Linked DNA regions of Mus musculus: region 1 is linked to region 2. A link is a contact called in public Hi-C data. All regions are on one chromosome and are shown on one strand. Each heading gives the region's core, a stretch centred on a gene start, on an enhancer-like site or on the middle of the called end of the contact. The rest is flanking DNA. Distances are from core to core; before and after follow the strand shown. Region 1 has its middle 28 kb from the start of Gm30501. Region 2 overlaps 3100003L05Rik (RIKEN cDNA 3100003L05 gene).

What was found. A called contact is a pair of places that touch in the nucleus more often than the background predicts.
Region 1: a contact with region 2 is called in a Hi-C map of cerebral cortex, with 5 times the contacts expected there. The contact joins two enhancer-like sites. A contact is called at or near these places in 2 of 484 Hi-C or Micro-C datasets (cerebellar granule neurons and cerebral cortex).

Annotation. Positions count from the first base shown.
Region 1 is chr7:125,179,891-125,184,482 of GRCm38.p6, reverse strand. No RefSeq gene overlaps it. Among named protein-coding and RNA genes, the nearest start is that of Gm30501, 28 kb to the left of the region's middle. Within about 2 kb of position 1,607, at least 12 of the 459 cell types and tissues checked have an H3K27ac peak or open chromatin away from gene starts, as enhancers often do. A contact at or near this core is called in cerebral cortex, where this site is marked.
Region 2 is chr7:124,678,737-124,683,582 of GRCm38.p6, reverse strand. All of the region lies in intron 1 of 3100003L05Rik (RIKEN cDNA 3100003L05 gene), which reads left to right. Among named protein-coding and RNA genes, the nearest start is that of 3100003L05Rik, 28 kb to the left of the region's middle. Within about 2 kb of position 2,157, at least 12 of the 459 cell types and tissues checked have an H3K27ac peak or open chromatin away from gene starts, as enhancers often do. A contact at or near this core is called in cerebral cortex, where this site is marked.

The DNA.
Region 1 (4,592 bases), core at 358-2,857, 500 kb before region 2:
GGAGCCAGTGCCATGCTTTTGAACCTCAGGAACTATTTTTTGTTTGTTTGTTTGTTTTTGTTTCTTTTCAAGACAGGGTTTCTCTGTGTAGTCCTGGCTGTCCTGGAACTCACTTTGTAGACCAGTCTGGCCTAGAAATCAGAAATCCGCCTGTCTCTGTCTCCCAAGTGCTGGGATTAAAGGCGTGTGCCACCTCTGCCCGGGGAACCTCAGGAACTATAAACTTGCTGTTTTCTTTACAAATTACCCAGCTTCAGTCACATTCTTATAGCAACAAAGTGGACTAAGACACAAACTAACCATCCATTTGGTCATAAAGGAAATTGTCACTAGGAGAAAAAAAATGCTCTTTCTGCATCACTATTGTGAACATCTTCTTCCTCCCTTCTTTCTTCTCCCCTCAGAAGGGAAGAGTACCCTCTGATACCCTGTCTGCCCAAGCTGTACCATGAACAATGACTCCTTCTCCCTCCCCAGTACCATGAAAACTGACTCCTCCCCTCCAACTGTACCATGGACACTGACTCCTCCCCCCAGCTGTACCATGGACACTAACTCTTTCCTCCCCTCCAACTGTACCATGAACACTGACTCCTCCCCTAAGCTGGACCATGAGCACTGACTCCTCCCCCAGCTGTACCATGGACACTGACTCCTCCCCTCAGCTGTACCATGGACACTGACTCCTCCCCCAGCTGTTCCATGGACACTGACTCCTCCCCCAGCTGTACCATGGACACTGACTCCTCCCCCAGCTGTACCATAGGCACTGACTCTTTCCTTCCCTCCAACTGTACCATGGACACTGACTTCTCCCCTAAGCTGGACCATGAACACTGACTCCTCCCCCAGCTGTACCATGGACACTGACTCCTCCCCTAAGCTGGACCATGAACACTGACTCCTCCCCCAGCTGTACCATGGACACTGACTCCTCCCCTAAGCTGGACCATGAACACTGACTCCTCCCCCAGCTGTACCATGGACACTGACTCCTCCCCTAAGCTGGACCATGGACACTGACTCCTCCCCCAGCTGTACCATAGGCACTGACTCTTTCCTCCCCTCCAACTGTACCATGGACACTGACTCCTCCCCCAGCTGTACCATGGACACTGACTCCTCCCCTAAGCTGGACCATGAACACTGACTCCTCCCCCAGCTGTACCATGAACACTGACTCTTTCCTCCCCACCAACTGTATCATGAACACTGACTCCTCCCCCAGCTGTACCATGAACACTGACTCCTCCCCCCAGCTGTTCCATGGACACTGACTCCTCCCCCAGCTGTACCATAGAGACTGACTTTTCTTCCCCTCCAGCTGTACCATAAACACCGACTCCTCCCCCAAGCTGGACCATGAACACTGACTCCTCCCTCCCACGCAGCGTCTTTGTACGTCCTTTCTGCCTCTTTACTTTTGTCATGATGGTCTCCAAATGCTGGAGAATTTCTCCCACTTTGGAAAAATCAGTTTGATAACCACGGTCCCTCCATGTCCCACTTTGCCTCTGTTGAGCTTCAGCAGCCGTCTCTGTACCACCTCAGGAGGTTTTAAGATCAGGTGCCTGCACTGCATCTGAAAACAATAAAAGAGCAGCGTGCTGCAGCTGAGCGGAGCCTGACATCAACAGGCTTCTGAGACGTCTCCCTGGTGTTTCTATAAGCAGCCCATGGCAGAAAGCTGATCTTTCATTGCCCCTCCCCCACAATAAAAACATCGATTTAAAATTAGCCTGAGATACTGTCTCTGCCTCCTTATCTTCGCAGTGGTGTCTGAAACTGCTTTGGAAATGTCACCAGTGAATGTCTATACCTTGCTGACCCTCCTGCTCTTCTGACCTGGTTGGTGGGCTCCTCAGATTTTCTCTGAACCTCACGCTGTATTCTCCCGATCAGCTCTTTCTCTGCTTCTCTGGTAGGCTCCATTTCTAGAGCACTCTGGGAATGGGTGTTCTCTTGACATCTCAGCCCCTCTTCCTGATTGGTGAGCTGGTCTATCACTCCTGGTTCAGCAACGACAGCTCCCAGAAGTCTACACCTTGCACTCCAGGACTCCCTTTTCTACCACATTTTGTGCAGCTCATGTGCTTCTCTCTAACTCTGGCTTCCTGTGCCCACTTTCATACCCCGCAGCTCCTACAGAGCATCTCCCTGTCTCCCCCTCACATGCTGTGAGTCACTGAGTATGAACATTCTAATGCCAGAACTTATTCTCACCGATCTTCTCCATCAATTGCTCAGTTCAAATCCCCATGTGAACTGCCCAATTGTTCTCTTGGTCCCACCTGTAGGACCGCCTTCTGTAGACCTTTCCCCACAGGGCTATGGAACAGAACTCTTTGTAATGCAAAACTGACTATAGCTTTACTTCCCTAAAGTCCATTTTTCAATAGCACAAATGTTAAAAGTCCAGGCAACTGAACATGTGTGTGCTTGAGACTCTGGACAGCTTATAGAAAAATACCAATAGATACGGACAGGAGATGAGAGGAGGCAGATGGATCGCATGCAGATGGATGACCGGAGAGGGAAGCAGTGTTGCACCGTGGGAGGAGGGGAATCTTCCCTGACTTTCTGAACTTGTGACTTGACTTTTAAATCAGGTGAAAGAACTTTACCAACTCAACAGCTCCGTCAGAAGATGTGCACAATTTCAGCTACTGTACGCTCCATTCCTTCCTATGGTGGTGATGCTGGTTATGTGCATGTCTGCCCACCAGGGGCCAGGAGTGGATAATGGATGACTCTGGCACATATGTGGGTACTTCTCTCAAGGATGGCAGAACCCAGAGTTGTTTCCTGCACCACCCTCTTCCTTCCTTCTCCAGGTCCAGGCTGTATATCTCACCCAAGTATTCCACAAGCTACCTCTTGTCCCAGCCCTCATTTTCTGTATTCCCTGCCCCACTCCACACTCTGAAGCTACCCTGTCCTCCCTGCAGCTACTGGAAGGAAGTTTCCATCTCTGTGCATTTGCCTCAGAAATGAAGCCTGGACATTTTCTATTCAGCCTTTAAAATTCTTCAATGTCAGCCGACACTATCAGGGCACCTGGTATCCCAGCTGATCTGACTGGAATAGCTCTGCTAACCAATGGGGAAGTTTTGTCTCATGTAGGTAGGGACTAGGTCTGTTCCACTCTGAGTTCCCGGTGCTGGGCAGAAGAATCTTTGGCCTTAACATATACTTGTGGGATAAATAATTAAACGGGCAAATGAATAAGCAAATTTAAAAAGAAGATGACTGTTGAAAACACCCAGGGATTCACCCTTCAGTCAAAATGAGGTACTTCAAACCGTTCTGCCTAGGAGTGTAGCAGGAGGGGGCCTTGAAATGGGTGCTCTCATTTTGACCCCAAATTGGTGATCTTTACTGGGCTCCAACATTATCCTGTTAGTTATGTTCTTGTGTGGCATAACCAATTCCTCCATGAGCCTACAAAAACAACACCCTGAGAGTCAGGTATCTTTTTTTTTTTAAATTTATTTTTTTATTAGGTATTTTCCTCGTTTACATTCTCAATGCTATCCCAAAAGTCCCCCATACACAGCCCCCCAATCCCCTACCCACCCACTCCCCCTTTTTGGCCCTGGGGTTCCCCTGTACTGGGGCATATAAAGTTTGCAAGTCCAATGGGACTCTCTTTGCAGTGATGGCCGATTAGGCCATCTTTTGATACATATGCAGCTAGAGACAAGAGCTCCGGGGTACTGGTTAGTTCTATTGTTGTTCCACCTATAGGGTTGCAGTTCCCTTTAGCTCCTTGGGTAATTTGAGAGTCAGGTATCTTATCCATACCTGTACCTGTAAGGTATTCTCGGGACACTGGAGATACCTGATAGATCTGTTGAACAAATAAATGGATCTGCTTTGAAACTGTGCAGCATTTGAAGGATCTTCAGTGCAGAATAGACTTGGGAACGCAGGCTTCAAAGAAGGCAAGGATTTAGGTGTACCCTGCTGGCTGATGCTGGGTTAAGACAGGCTCAAACAACCTTCAGGGAGAGGCCTCAGAAGCATAGCTACCACACATCTTATGTGCATATTCATTTGGAGAATTTGTTAGAGAGGAAGTCTGGGGAACTCATGGTAAGAGTTCAATGTGGGTTGGAAGTTAGCAGGAGCAAGAGGTGTGCACAGTGCCAGTTTTAAGTGTTTATTTGACATTGCTCAAAGTGCCTCACTGTATCACTCGTGGATTTGGCCTCTAGGATACAAATCATACACCTTTATAGGTGAAGAGATGGGTGCAGAAGGATGAGACAGCTTACCTCAGGTCACAGAAGCAGAGCAAGGCAAGGCTCCACCTTGCTTCTTGTGTTTCTCCATTGTTTACCCATAAATGACAGGTGGTCTGCCCCTCCCTCCAGTGTTGAACACCCCAGCTTCACTTCTAGGGCTTATCCCACCGCTGAAAGACTCTTTCCCCTTTGTATTTGGAGCATATCAAGTTTATTTTTTCCTCTAGGTTTTTTAAAATGCTGGTACATTTTACCTTAAAATGTGTGATGATGCCTTTGTCATCGAGGGAATTGACATAGGTATCTGGTCCCACAGGGTGACTCTAAAGTGACAAATCATTTGAA
Region 2 (4,846 bases), core at 908-3,407:
TTGAAACGGGGGGGGAAACTGGTGAGGACTAATTATGATGACATATAAGTTGTGTTTTCCTCCCCACATTAGGGTTAAAGTTCTGATTTTAGTCTGTTAAAATACAACTTCATGATATAGGCAAGATGGCTCAGCAGATAAAGGCACCTTTGCCTCCTGAGACCTTAACCTTGACCTTTCAGCCTCTGGGAACTATGGGATAATATACCTCACATTTCAATGGCCTGCTTGTGATTCCTGCTCTACTAGCCCTGATCGAGTACTTCATGATGAAAATACCAGGCTAGATCATTCTGTACATGATTTTTACAAAGCTGAGGCTGACTTCCCTTTGTGTGCTTAAGAATTACCCCCAAACAATACTATTTTAATGGCTGTCAAGCAACTTCTAGCTGGTTCTAATGAAACCCTGAACCAGGGTTGAGAATCACCTGCCTATATGTGTGGTATCATCACCTACGTTTCTTCTGAGTCAGCTCTGAGCTGGAAGGTCATGTGCACACAGCAGTCCAATGTGCATCTCTTTCAGGTAGCTACTCTGTCATTTCCCACTGTTTTAGTTTCTTCAGAGTCCTGTTGACATTGCGAGATGGGTTTTTTTGGGGGGTGGGGTGGGGGTTGTTTTGTTTTGTTTTGTTCTTTAAACATGCATGGTTATTTAATTTCTTCCTTCTCTGGAAATATAAGCTTGGTGAGGTTAGAGCCCTGAACTGTTTTACCCTTTAGTGCTGGTGGGATGCTAAGGCGAGTGCCTTCCCTCACTATCTTCAACTTAGGTCAGGAATGGCAAAAGTTGGATTTGGGCCCAGGCTGGATTGAATTCACAGCCATCCTGCTGGGCTACTTATGCATTTATTATTTCCTTGTCCCCAAGTACTTTATTGACTGTCATTTTCCATCACAGACTTTCACTTTCTTTCTCAACAGAACTCCAATGGAGGACCCACCACTAGCTCTAATTGACAGATCAGAACACTGGGGTCCTAAATGTGGGGATTTCCTCACACAGCCTATGGGAGTTGTTTCTGTAGTTTGTCAGTTTCAGCGCCTTCTTATCCTCCCATTGGTTTGTTTCCTCCCTTCTCCTGGTCTGAAGGGAGATGCTCAGTTTCCACTGGGTATCTCCTTTTAGTTCAAGAGCAGCAGGATTTGGCCAGGTTCTATGAAGAACAGTCGGTATCAGCTTGACTTTAGACTGCCCATGTTCTAGAGGGTGCTCTACACCCTTCACATACAGGCAGTACGAGTGCACTCAATGGCTTTAACAGATGAGTTCGTGAAGTTGGATGGAGAAGTTGAGGGGATGAAGCATGGGAGGAGCTGGAGCAGAGCTAGTAGAGGGCAGATTTCATCAAAATTTATTATATTCATACACAAAACTCACAAATAATAGGTTTAAATAATAATAATTTAAAAAACTGCAGCACACTGAGTCAGACACTTCAGGAGGAAGAATCGAGAAACATCTTGGCACAGCTATTCCCAGCCTTAAGCTGTGCAAGATTCTTCCCATAGCTCTGCCAGCCCAAGGCTGCCTGCTGGCACTTGAGGCTCAAGTTAGAAAGTGGGAAGTTTGAAAGCTTCTGGAAGAAGGTGAAAGGGATTTGAATCCAGCTCCTTGAGGCTGTGACAGAGCTGGTGGGACTCAATTGGCAAAGATCTTAAGGGGACAGATGGGCACCATGAGTGTCTATTGAGTGTCTGGGGTATCGCTTGCCACTAGTGATCACTTGCCCATGCAGTAAGTGGTCTTGGACAGTGTGGACAGGGAGAGTGGGAGTCCTAGTTAGAGCCTCTTCTCTTGGTTGATGCAGTTCTGTTCAGTGTATCATGTAGCTTAACTTTCTCCAGTCTTTTGTCCCTGATTCAGCATAAGTCTTTGTTATTTATATAAAATCACATTTCCTACAATCTTTCCTTCCACATGTAGCAGTCTGGTCTCCTTCCAGCTTTGCGCCCATTCCACTGGCAGAGTGATGGCTATGTGTAAACACCACGAAGGCTGCTTAAAACCTCCAACAGGTTTCTCTTTTCCATAAGATGTGACCCCAGTTCTGAACAAGGTGTCCTCAGCATTCTACTTAGGTTCCCTAAGGAGCCTCTTCCCGCCCACCTTACAGCCCTTCCTTGTCTGTGCGCCAGGCCTTCTGGCTCGATTTCGGTTTCTAAACACACCGTGTTCCCTCCAGTCTCCAGGCCTTTACACAAGCTGTTCTCTCCGTCTGGCATAGCTCTTCCCCATCCGCCACCACCACCACTGCCACCACCGCCATCATCACCACCATCACCCTGCTTAACCGATTAACACCTGGCCATCTGTCAGAGCTCAACTCAGCTGTCACTCTCCCAGATGCCCAACAAGACACAGCCCCTGTCTCATGCCTCCCCAGCATCTAAATTGGCCGAAATGTGCCTTCATTCAAAGCGATCACTTGAGCTTATAGGTCAATGTTCCTGAGAATAGACTTCACGTGAATTAGTTCGTCTCTTAACCTATAAAATGATTGGAGTAGGTTCTCAATTAATACTGTTTTCTCATGTGGATCTCTGTCTCACTAGGCGGAAAATTAGGGTTTAGGAAGAATAAGTTGCCTGTCTAGGATTGTTCAGAAGATCTGGGATATGGACCAACCCCTCACTACCTAACATATAGCCCTTTCAAATATGTCAGCCCTGGCAGAGCCTCATGGGAGGAGGGAGGAGCTTCTACTGAAAATTTCATTTTGGCCCCTGAGAAATAAATGAGCTGTACCAGCCTCAGCTCAGCTGCACTACATCATAAGCCAGTTAAGGGACCATGTTCCTCAGAAGTGCCCTCAGCTGTGGGAGAGAGATGGATGGTCCCTAAAGGCTCATCTCATTATTCCAGGAGCCAAATTGGGACCTTGTTAAGGGATGGATTGCCCATCAGTAAGTAGCACACTAATTCTATAGCCACATGGCACAGGAGACTGACCAGGGCTCCCATAATGTGGCCTCTGGCAGTCTTCCCACCATCTAGACCTAATGGCAACTTTTAGAAAATAAACACAGCCCTCACAGAGCCCCCAAGAACACATTTGCTCTAATGTGGTTCAACCGTCTTAAGTGAGTGCCTAATAAATTAATGGTCCTGTTAAACACAGTTCATTGTGAGCTTCACTGTGCAGCAGCCATCAAAGGATGGGTTATTTCTAGGACAGTAAAAGCAAATCATAGCTCTGTGTGTGCATGTGTGTGTGTGTGTGTGTGTGTGTGTGTGTGTATGCACATCTGTGCAGGGCATCACTGTGCAGTGGTTATGTCCTAGCTATGCTTGTGTGCATGTGTGCAGGTTAGAGCACAGTGAAGCTGCACTCTGCAAACATTCACTGCACATGAAATTGTATTCCATGCAGCCTACCCTATGCTTTACAGAAACCATATGACACTGTCTACACTGGAAGGAATACTTCATAGTAGTTCCTCAATAAACATTTGTTTCAGTAATTAATAAGGTCATTAATAAAATCACTCCATGATTAATAAAGTTACTACTTACACATTATACTAACAATGACAACTATGATAAATGGAAAGAACAGAGCATTCCTGGGCAAGTGAACAAGGTTGAACCACACTGTCCAATACAGCCATGCATACCTGTGGGTGCTGGGCTGGAGCACTTGGGCTCTTTCCTTGGCTCATCTCTGCATTACCATAGTCAGTAGGACAAGCGGATGTCCAGAAAGTTTTTACTTCATGTTTGAGTGTTTTACAAAGAGACAAAGTAATGTCTTGAGAAAGGTTGGGGAGAGGGTGATTATAGGTAAGTTTGGGGTCTGGTGACTAAAGTATGAACCATTAATCAAGACACTTAAGACAGAAATAACCAAAGCCATGTCAACTAAAAACGACCAGCACACTCTGGATGCCTAGAGGATGCCTTGCCCCGTGGATTTGTGGGGTAGACAAGTGTCATCCTGCTTCTTCTGTTTCAGTTTCTGCTCCACAAGACAGACAAACAGCTTGGAAGCTCTGGGCTAGAAGACGGCCAAGTGATTGCTCTTGAGGGTTATACAGAATATGATAAGATAAAAAGAAATAAAAGGTCAGTAAGAGATGAGAGAGGAGGTAGAGAAGATGAAGGAAGAAGAGAGAAGAGTGCAGGTGGGAGAGAGATGAAAGAAGACAAGGAAAGGCCACGAGAGGGAGATGGAGAGAGGACATGGAGAGGCAGATCAGAGGGAGCAGACCGAGGAAGAGGACCACTCAGAGCTCTCATCCATTTGATAAAACAGAGTTTTTGTGGATGGTCAGGTTTGATTAAAACTTATGGCCAGGAAAACCAGAAGCAACCGTTCCAGGGCAAGGCTAATGGGATTAGTTCAGGACAGTTTATGATGTCAACATCATGGAGAGGGAGGAGACAGTCACACAGTGATGGCTGGTTCTCCTTCAGGAATGGGTGGAGATCCTGCCACCTGCCTGGTGGCTCACACAGATTCAAAAAACCCAAGTCTCCCTGGCCTGCTGGGTCTGTGTCCTGTGCAGTGCAGGAAAGGTTAGATGACACCACCATAATGAATTGGATTCACTGTAGGGACCAGGTTGTAGAGGCATGGCCACCATTCTCCATGAAGACACAGTAGCAAGAGATAATGGGATTCCAAGGATGCTGAGGAGGCTACAGCAGGCCCAATGCAGAGATGTCTGGTGAGCTACTTCAAAGAGCAGAGTGGAGCCATGAGCTGAGGCCTCCATGCAGGCATTGTGAGGGACAGTGATATTCTTAATTTCCAGCTACATTTTTATGGCCTATGGATGCTATAAGGAATGAAAAAACAAAACAAAACAAAGAGTGCCAATCATTTTCCGGGGGTGGCTG